Linked DNA regions of Gossypium hirsutum: regions 2 and 3 are each linked to region 1. A link is a contact called in public Hi-C data. All regions are on one chromosome and are shown on one strand. The core of a region is the stretch at or near the end of the contact, and the rest is flanking DNA. Distances in the headings are between cores, read along the strand shown. Region 1 holds the start of LOC107895058 (sister chromatid cohesion 1 protein 4). Region 2 holds the start of LOC107890468. Region 3 holds the start of LOC107939038 (far upstream element-binding protein 2).

Evidence for each region. A called contact is a pair of places that touch in the nucleus more often than the background predicts.
Region 2: a contact with region 1 is called in a Hi-C map of leaf, with 1.9 times the contacts expected there. The contact joins the promoter of LOC107890468 here to the promoter of LOC107895058 in region 1. A contact is called at or near these places in 2 of 34 Hi-C or Micro-C datasets (both in leaf).
Region 3: a Hi-C map of leaf shows a contact between it and region 1, with 2.5 times the contacts expected there. The contact joins the promoter of LOC107939038 here to the promoter of LOC107895058 in region 1. A contact is called at or near these places in 6 of 34 Hi-C or Micro-C datasets (callus, hypocotyl, leaf and 1 more).

Annotation. Positions count from the first base shown.
Region 1 is chrA13:81,338,463-81,341,354 of Gossypium_hirsutum_v2.1, forward strand. LOC107895058 (sister chromatid cohesion 1 protein 4) reads left to right here and starts at 1,375. Exons shown (of 15, transcript XM_016820258.2): 1 at 1,375-1,998. The coding sequence starts at 1,875.
Region 2 is chrA13:82,187,382-82,190,273 of Gossypium_hirsutum_v2.1, forward strand. It overlaps LOC107890468, which reads left to right and starts at 1,407. Exons shown (of 12, transcript XM_041084708.1): 1 at 1,407-1,951; 2 at 2,769-2,828. The coding sequence starts at 1,805.
Region 3 is chrA13:81,893,314-81,896,205 of Gossypium_hirsutum_v2.1, forward strand. It overlaps LOC107939038 (far upstream element-binding protein 2), which reads left to right and starts at 1,531. Exons shown (of 7, transcript XM_016872324.2): 1 at 1,531-1,880; 2 at 2,336-2,691. The coding sequence starts at 1,667.

The DNA.
Region 1 (2,892 bases), core at 125-2,624:
CCTTCAACTAGTTCATCGATATTCGACCACCTTTGAACTTGTCCAGGACCTTCCCCAACAGTGATCGACAGAAGGTCACTTTGGCCAAAATGATCCCAGATCCCATGATGACTGGACCATCTATTAGTAGACTGAGTTGTAGCACCACGTCTTCGAGTGTGATTGTACACTCATCGCATGGAAGATGGAAAGTGTATGTTTCAAGCCTCCATCTCTCCACCAATGCACTAATTAGTTGCAAATTGAGTTTGCAGCCCCCAGACATGTTAGACGCATATAAGAATCTAGCTACTTGCAGGTGGCCACGAATTTTAGGAATTGCATGCTTTCCTATATTATGGATGAAGCCCTCTAGAACACGATCATCTGCCTATTTACACACACACAAAAATATAATTATAATAAAAAATTAAATTTAACATTATTGAAATTAATGAAATTTAAGTTTCGGTCTTACTATTACTAATTGGCAGCGAAAATGTGCTTGTCGTCGAAGCCAATTAATGAGGCGACCATTCGTAAGAAATCAGTTTAAAAGAATAAAAACGAGATAATTAAAAAATAATATTTTAATATAAAAATATAAAGAATTATTTAAAATGAGAGAGTTGAGAGACTTGAGAGGGTTTGAGAGAATTTGACAAAATTGAGAGAGTTGAGAAAAGGATATGAATGAAAAAAATAAAATTTGAAGGGTATTTATAGGGTAAAAAAAGTTACTGTCAGAGTTTTATTTTTTTTACCGTTTGCGGCAACGTTCAAAAAGGTATTGGGATTTGACCGTAACTGGACACGTTTTTTAAAAAATCGGCCTATAACCCTAATTAAAATTAAAACCGGTCCAAAACTCTAATTTAATAAAAAAGATTGGCCTATAAGCCTTATTTTGCCATATTTAGTAATTTAATTTTATATTTGGGTAATTAATTGGGTTAGGTTTTTTTAAGGTAATTTCGGTGATTTATTGAAATTAAGTAATTTGGTTATTTTATAATTAATGATTTAATTTTATATTTAGATTTAAATAAATAATTAGATTGAGTTATTTTTATAATTTAATAATTAGTAAAGTTATTTTATGTTTGTGTTGATTTAATACGAGTAATTGGGTTTTAGGTTAAATTTAATGCTTAATGAATCGCATAAATTAAATAAGCTAATGGGAATAAATCAAATTAAACCGATATGGGATGAGTTTGGCCCCCGTTTTTCTCGTTTTGTACCTTTCTAATGAAAGAGATTGGTTCACAAACAAAAAAGAATGGAGGGATAGGCTACGCCTTTGACAAAACGTACTGGAGAAGTCATAAAATTCAAAATTAACCAGCCAGTGAAAGAGCGCCACGTTTCCAACATACCTGCACTAATACAACGACGAACACAAAACCAAAGTTGAATTTCGAAATTAATTTCTTATTACAAAAAAGCATTTACTAAAATTAGCGCTTTCCCTTCTGTTTTTCTTTCCCAGTCTCCAATTGATCTGCGTCTGTCCGATCCGACTCAACTGGTGATTCTGCAAACTGAAACTTCACAAATTTTGAACTTCTCCTGAGTGGCGGTTCTGTAATTAAGCGGAAATGGGTCCCTTTACGGAGTTTTGGGAGGGTTTCACTGGTTGTTTGGTGGACTGAGATTTGTAAAGGTTTCCTTGTTGCTATTGATTTTTAGGGATATTCTGAACTTAATTTGTTCATTTCCGCTGCTAGAAGTGGAAAGTCAAGGGTTCTGTTGTGGAATTTGAAATTTAGGGTTTCTCTTCTCTTGTGAGCTTTGCCAGTTTGTTGAATTCTTACTGAAAGATCTAATTTTAAGCTTAAATAATAGGGCTTGGTTACATTGTATGAAGAAATAGGGTTTGTATTAGGCGAGAAATGTTTTATTCACAGTTTATATTGGCGAAGAAAGGTCCATTGGGGACGATATGGATAGCTGCCCATCTGGAGAGGAAACTCCGCAAGAATCAGGTGGCGGATACGGACATCGGTGTTTCTGTTGGTTAGTACCTTTTAAGTCTACTTTGGACTTAATCTATCCTTTTCCACTTAATAGAGCAATATCTTAGTCTTCTTAAGGTTAGATTAATATAGTCTGTGTGGATATGTTCTTCTTTTATGCTGAATCAGAATTTATTTATTCACTCTTTGGTTATTGCTTGTGCTACATTGAACTGCAATCTTTCGGGTGAGAAATTTATATGATTTTACTTTAATACGAGAAGCATATTTACTTCATAATTGGTACTGCTTTTTCAGTCATTGTTTCCTTTTTTTAATCAATTATGATTTTGCATATTTCCGATTTAGTTTTAACTACTTTATGAGGAACTAAATAGCAAGAAGTAGTTAGAATTTCCTTTCTTATTTGTCCTATTAGTATGCTCTTTTCTTTTCTTGACATTTGATTTATTAAACCAACATCTGGAATTAATGATGGTCATGCATAGTTCTAAGTTTATTAAGTATTTCTATAAGCTTGATGAAATAAAAGTAGTTTCAACTGTTAAACATCCATTAGTAGAAGTGGTATTTATGAATTGAAAATTTTAAATACCAGGTTAGCGTGAAAATCAGCGTGCTTGATGAAATGAAACTGTCAATTTGGTAAAACATGGGTTCTCTTGACAATTGTGGAGCAGGGTGGAAATGCCAATACCTTGCTTCTGATATCGGTCTCTGTTGCCTACTGGTTCTTGAAACTGAAAATTTCTTGCACAAATTCCCATTTATTAATAGAAATATTTTTCTTAAGTTCGTAGCATTATCCTTTTTGTTCTTAGTTATGCATAAGTTAATCTTTTAGGCCTTTTATGCTTCTTCCTTGTCATGGCGCTTTTGGGCCTATTTTGAGGTGTTTGTTGGCAGTTCTATTGGCCTATTTGGAACTTTGGTT
Region 2 (2,892 bases), core at 157-2,656, 850 kb after region 1:
TAAATTTGTATTTGTTATCTGCAAAAAAAAAAAAAAAACAAAAAACAAAATAGATTTACATAATGGATATCCAAAGGTTAATATTCATATTTTCTTTGAATCCCTTATTACTAATAATTTGAATATCTAAATCTAAATATTATCCAAATTTATAAATATATGAATTTGTACTATTTATTTCCATCCCCATGTTTTCCTTGAATTACTGTATATTGAATTGGTTAAATGCTCAAATTTAATATTAAGGTTTTCAAATAAGTACTTTTTTTTAAACAATGTTTTGTGAAAAAAATGAAATGATTAATAAAGCCTTTAGGGAGGGTAATAATGACACCCTTAATACACTTACTCCTAACATGTTTGAATTAGTTCTTTAGTACACCAAGACTTTTAGTGGCCCATGGAAATGAAACTTTATGTTGGAATCTAAATCCTATAAATAGTTTCACTATGGCTAGTGCTAACACTTCTATTGTGAATAGAAGGAATCCTAGTGTTGAAAACCACTTTAACTCTTTACCCTAGTGAAAGCTTATTGGGAAATCTAAAGTCTTTCCTAAAATACGAATCTTTCTTTGGAAATGTTTCCTTTAAATTGTCCCAACCAGAGCATTCTTTGGTAGTAGGGGAATAAATATAGAGGACAAGAGTTCATTATGCCTAACACACTAGAAACACTTAGCCACTTACTAAGAGACTATGCAGTTATAAAACAATGATAGAATTGAATTTGGCCAAGGGAGACTAACTAAAGCGTAAATAATATTATGCTTCACGAATGATTAGAGAAAAATGACAAGAATTGGCATCATCTCTATAGAATTTCTTAGAAAGTGATTTTTGCTTCTATGTTATGATAAATTTAATTGTCTCAAAATGTCGTCATTTTTCATGAAAGAGTCGAGACAAATCAAGTAGCTCCATAACTCTTTCTAAAGTTGTAGAATTTCATGCTCTATCTACACCTCTTCATAGATATAAACTACTTACAATAATAGATATCAAATAATAACCATCCCTCTCAAGATGATTTAAACTAAACACAGATAGTTTTGTTCTTGCTAATCTTGGAAAGGCAAAAACACATATGATCATTGGAGATAATATAATAAATTAGGTTATTAGAGTTTATAGTTATATCTCACATGTTATGAGTGTTCAAGCGGAGTTTTAAACTTTTAAAAGTAGTCTAATGCTTGTTAGGGACAAGAAGATAGCTAATATTATTGTAGAGCTTGATGGTTCGGTTGTTATTAGTTTGATTTGTAACAAAAATTTGATGAATCCCTTTTTGTATACCCTTAAGTAGCCTAGTTAATATCCTCTAATCGTGGACTTTTCACTTTTGTTGTCGACAGCCACCGAACTATTTATTACCCATTATGCGTGCCGAGTCCATCAGAGTTATGTTTAATTAATCTATCAATGTTCTTTATGACAATAAAAAAAGCGAAGAAAATCCTGAGCCTGAGGGGTTGGTTTACTGTTAAGTTTTAACCGACAAATCTTACCATAGCTGACGAGCATCCCGCATACCTGCCCAAGTCGTAACATAGTCTACTGTGTCTAACAAAAATAAAGGGAAAAAAGAAGAAAAAAAAAGCGTATCTGAACGCTTGTTTATGTCTTGACTCTGTGGTGATCTTGTTAGGCTCAGGCTTTACTGCACTGATCCGCCGGATCTCGTGGCCGAGTCTCTTTCTCTCTCCATCGTCCCACCGAAAACCTTTATTATCCAGTTGTAGATCAAACATTCAACGCCAAAGGGTTTCTTAAGTGAATCCGAGCAAGAAAGAAAGAGTAGATGAAAGGGCACGAGAAATTGACTCTGCTTCTATGCCTAATATGGACTGCAACCATCCTTTACGGCGAGATGTTCTCCTTTTACATGCCCTTTCTCTTCTCTTGCTCTTGGCCTCACCTTTCCTCATCCTCTTCTTCCGATTCCACTGTAATTTTCTTGTCGTCTCTTTTCACTAATTTGATCTTCATTTTTCTTTTTGTTTTATTGATATTTGAATTGATCTCATTTCCATTACTATTATTAACATGTTCCAAGCTGAGAATATGTTGATTTTAGAAGATGCAATTATAAAAGCAAATTTACTTTTGAAAGGGTTGAAATATGCAGAAATTTGAGTTCTATTTAGCCACAACAACAACAAAAAAAGACTGAAAGCAATCAGTGGTGGGGTTTAGTATCTTTTTAATAAAATTTACGTTTTAACTTTCAGCATTGGGATATTTTTGGTATTAACAATTGTGCTGTCGATTCCTGAGGCTTTTTGCTTTCAGAAGATATGTTGAAACCCAAACTTCAATGATTCAAAGCTAATTCCCTATATTTGATTAAATTTTAATTACCCTAAAAGATTACTTATTTATGTGTGAAATGCTCTACTCATTTTTATCTTTCCGAATGAAAGAAAGTAGCAAAAGCATCAAATTAACATTTGTTATCAGATCATTTTTCTTTTGGTTATTTACTTAGATAAACTGGAATGATGCTTATTTAGTGCTAATCTGTTACACCTAGTACAAAGGAATCTAGTGTTTGAACTATACTCATTATACATTTCAGGAATTCTTGGCACCTGTTTAAGTTCCTTAAAACTATAGTGTGCTCAATTAATGATTCTCTGGGTGTGATTATGGATGATAACACTGTATAACTCAAATAGAACACATTGATGCAGTTTATTGCGCATTTTATCATGCTCATGAGCGAATCAACAGAGGAACTAACAGTTTTTGTTTTGCAAGTTTAGATGAATGGAAAAGGTTATGCGGCTGATTATGTCAAAGTGGCTGTTATTGCTGATCCACAGGTACTCTTGTCCTCGTCCTGTTATTCATCCTTGTTGCATTCTAACATATATTTGTTGTCTTTAA
Region 3 (2,892 bases), core at 281-2,780, 560 kb after region 1:
CTTGATAACTTATAGTTTTTACTTTAGCACATATAGTTACTAATCAACTTTCACATTCACATATCAAAATCTTTTTTATGATTTCACAAACATAACATAAAAACTTAATTCGCATATTTCATTTAACATTTAATTCACATCTATAGTACTATATCGATACCAAATCATTTGATTTCCTATGAATTACTTATTGTATCAATACCAAATCGACCTTCCTATATGTTGTACAATCACATTACTTAGACTATCTATTAAATTACATAATGTTATTACAAATATAAGACATTTAGGCTATAAACATTGATTTCATGGTTTAGGGTTCTACTTACCTTCTGGCTAGTGGGAAGCTAAAAGGTTTAGATGGTAGAAGTCTATGAGCAAAAGTTGATACTACTTCCACAATTGTAAAATCACAAGGCATCCATTCACTTCCTTACTCCGCACTTTACACCTCTTGCACAATGCTTTATATAGGTAAAATGGCAGGGTCCCAACTATATGTACCAACAATTTAAAAGTTAGATAAAAATGGGAAGTACAAGGTATGAACTAAGTTGCCAGGATTTTCTATCATCAACACACCTCCGATTAGGTGAAGAATGTATGCTCGAGCATGGCAATCGATCTAAATGGATGTTGAATTCCCTAGGAGATTCCTAAGTCACTTCTTCAACTAATCTAACTTCACTTGGTGCCATTTGAAATCCACCGAAAGGTTTGTATCAGTTCTGAACTTTGCATAAAGGTTATCTTGTAGATTAAATTCAAAGCTTCCCATCACAATATGCTCGTCTTCTAGAAGCCTTGTTAGCAATGCTACATCTTCCAGTTTTATTATCGCCTAGCCGTATAAGGGATGAAACATATGGGTCTTCGGTCTCCATCGTTTAATCAGAGTGGATAAGAATGACAAAATGTAAGTAACTCTCTCAATTTGACTTGTGTGATAGAAATCAATGCCCCTTAATTAAAGCAGGATTCTCTCGTCAAGTGGACCTATACTCATATTGTTGCGAAGCTAAGTAATACAAGAATACTCTAATGTAACTACACTTTGGGCTACATGTCCTTCAAATCTCAATAAGTTGGCAACCATTATGTAGGATATACTGTAAAGAACAAACATCATAACTTATTTTTGTTTATTGCAAAAAATTAACAAATTTATTTGCCTATTTATAGCTTCTTAAATTAGGGATTCACAAAAAAATTTAGTAAAAAATGACAGGTGTTGATTTTTAATTATTTTCTATTATTATTTATTTAAATTACTAAAGAAAACTTCTTCCTTTTTAAAAAATAGTTTATTTTTTAAAATTTAAAAAACAGATAAATAAAAACAAAAATAATTTAAATTTAAATATAAAAAATCCAATTTTGGGAAATAAAGAAAAACAAAAATATTTTCTCACACCTAAAGATTTTTTTTTTCAAGAAAATAAAAAGAAGACTGGAGAGTGGGCCAAAGAAATAAAAGAAATTGCGAAATGTGAAATGTGATATTTTGCAGCTATAAATTGGCCTTAAACCCTAATGTAATACATGACATACAAACACGATCTTTTATCTCTTACACACTAGCATCCTCATCCAACACTTCCATTTCTTCGCTATTTCTGCTCTTTTCTCCAAACCCTAGATTACTTCTCCTTTTCCGTACATTTTGATGGCGGAGGAAGAGGCCGTAGCCCCTGCACCCAGCCCCGTCCCTTCCGATCTTAAGCGAAAACTCGAGGATGTTGAGCCCCACGACCCCCATGCCGACAACATGCCTCGGGACTCTGCTTTAGACCCTGATGCCCAAGATAACGATGCTGCACCATCTGATTTGTCCGAGGCAAAACGCCCTAGGCTCGACGACGATAAAACCGATGGCTTGGGTAATGAACATGTTCCCTTTTTTTGGGGTTTATGTACTATATTAGGAAATGATTTGAGGGCTTAAATGATTGTAGCTTTAGGGTTAATTGAAACTTTTCTATGGTAAAACAGCTTTTTTGGAAAACTGAAGATGTTCAGGAATTGCGAGTTTTATGTGCTAGGTGAATACGAAGTGAGAAGATTAAGGCTCCGCTTGGTTGTTACTTTACTAATTTTTCTTTTTCTATCATTTATTTTTACATGTTTAAAAATTGCTAAAATCAAGAGCCAATATTTGATGGAGCCTATGAGTGAACACCTTGTTTTTTTTTTCCCTTTCCAATTTTGTGCAGAAAGCAAAAACAAATAGCAACAGTGATATCAAAACAAAACATGGTTTATGGCTAGTTCATATTTTTATTGCTTTGCATATCTAACTATTCTGATTCCATGGTCTTTATGCTTAAAATAACAGCCAGTGAGAATGGATTTGAAGCTGAGAAATCGCATGAACCTGCCAAGGAGGAAGAGGAGGGTTTGCAGCAAAATGAGCTTAACAAGCAAGCAGAGGATGGTGATTCTCCTGCAAAGGAGGCTGAAGAAACTGTAAAACCTGAGCAATATGAAGGAACTGCAGAGGAAACAGATGGGCAGTCTGCAGATAATCCTGAAACTGCTGATGCTGAGTTAGGTAAAGTTGAGAGTTTTGAGGCAGATAACGGTCAAGAACCTGCTAAAGAGGATAATAAGCAACCTTCTGATGACTTGCCTCAGCAGGAGGTTGATGATGGTACAACTATTACGCGCAAAATGGAGGTTCCTAATGCGAAGGTATGCTGGCCAAAATTTTAGGCTGTCTCATTGTAAATTGTTTGAACTGGGTGTAAACTGAAGTTGATTTTTTCGTAGTTACTTCAACAAACATTTCAACAATCCCTTTTTGCACTATAATCTGTTTGGTCCCGTGTCAAATAGACAATCCTTTTTTAAATTTTTTTTCCCAATAATGTAGGTCTTTTTATTCTTCTCTCT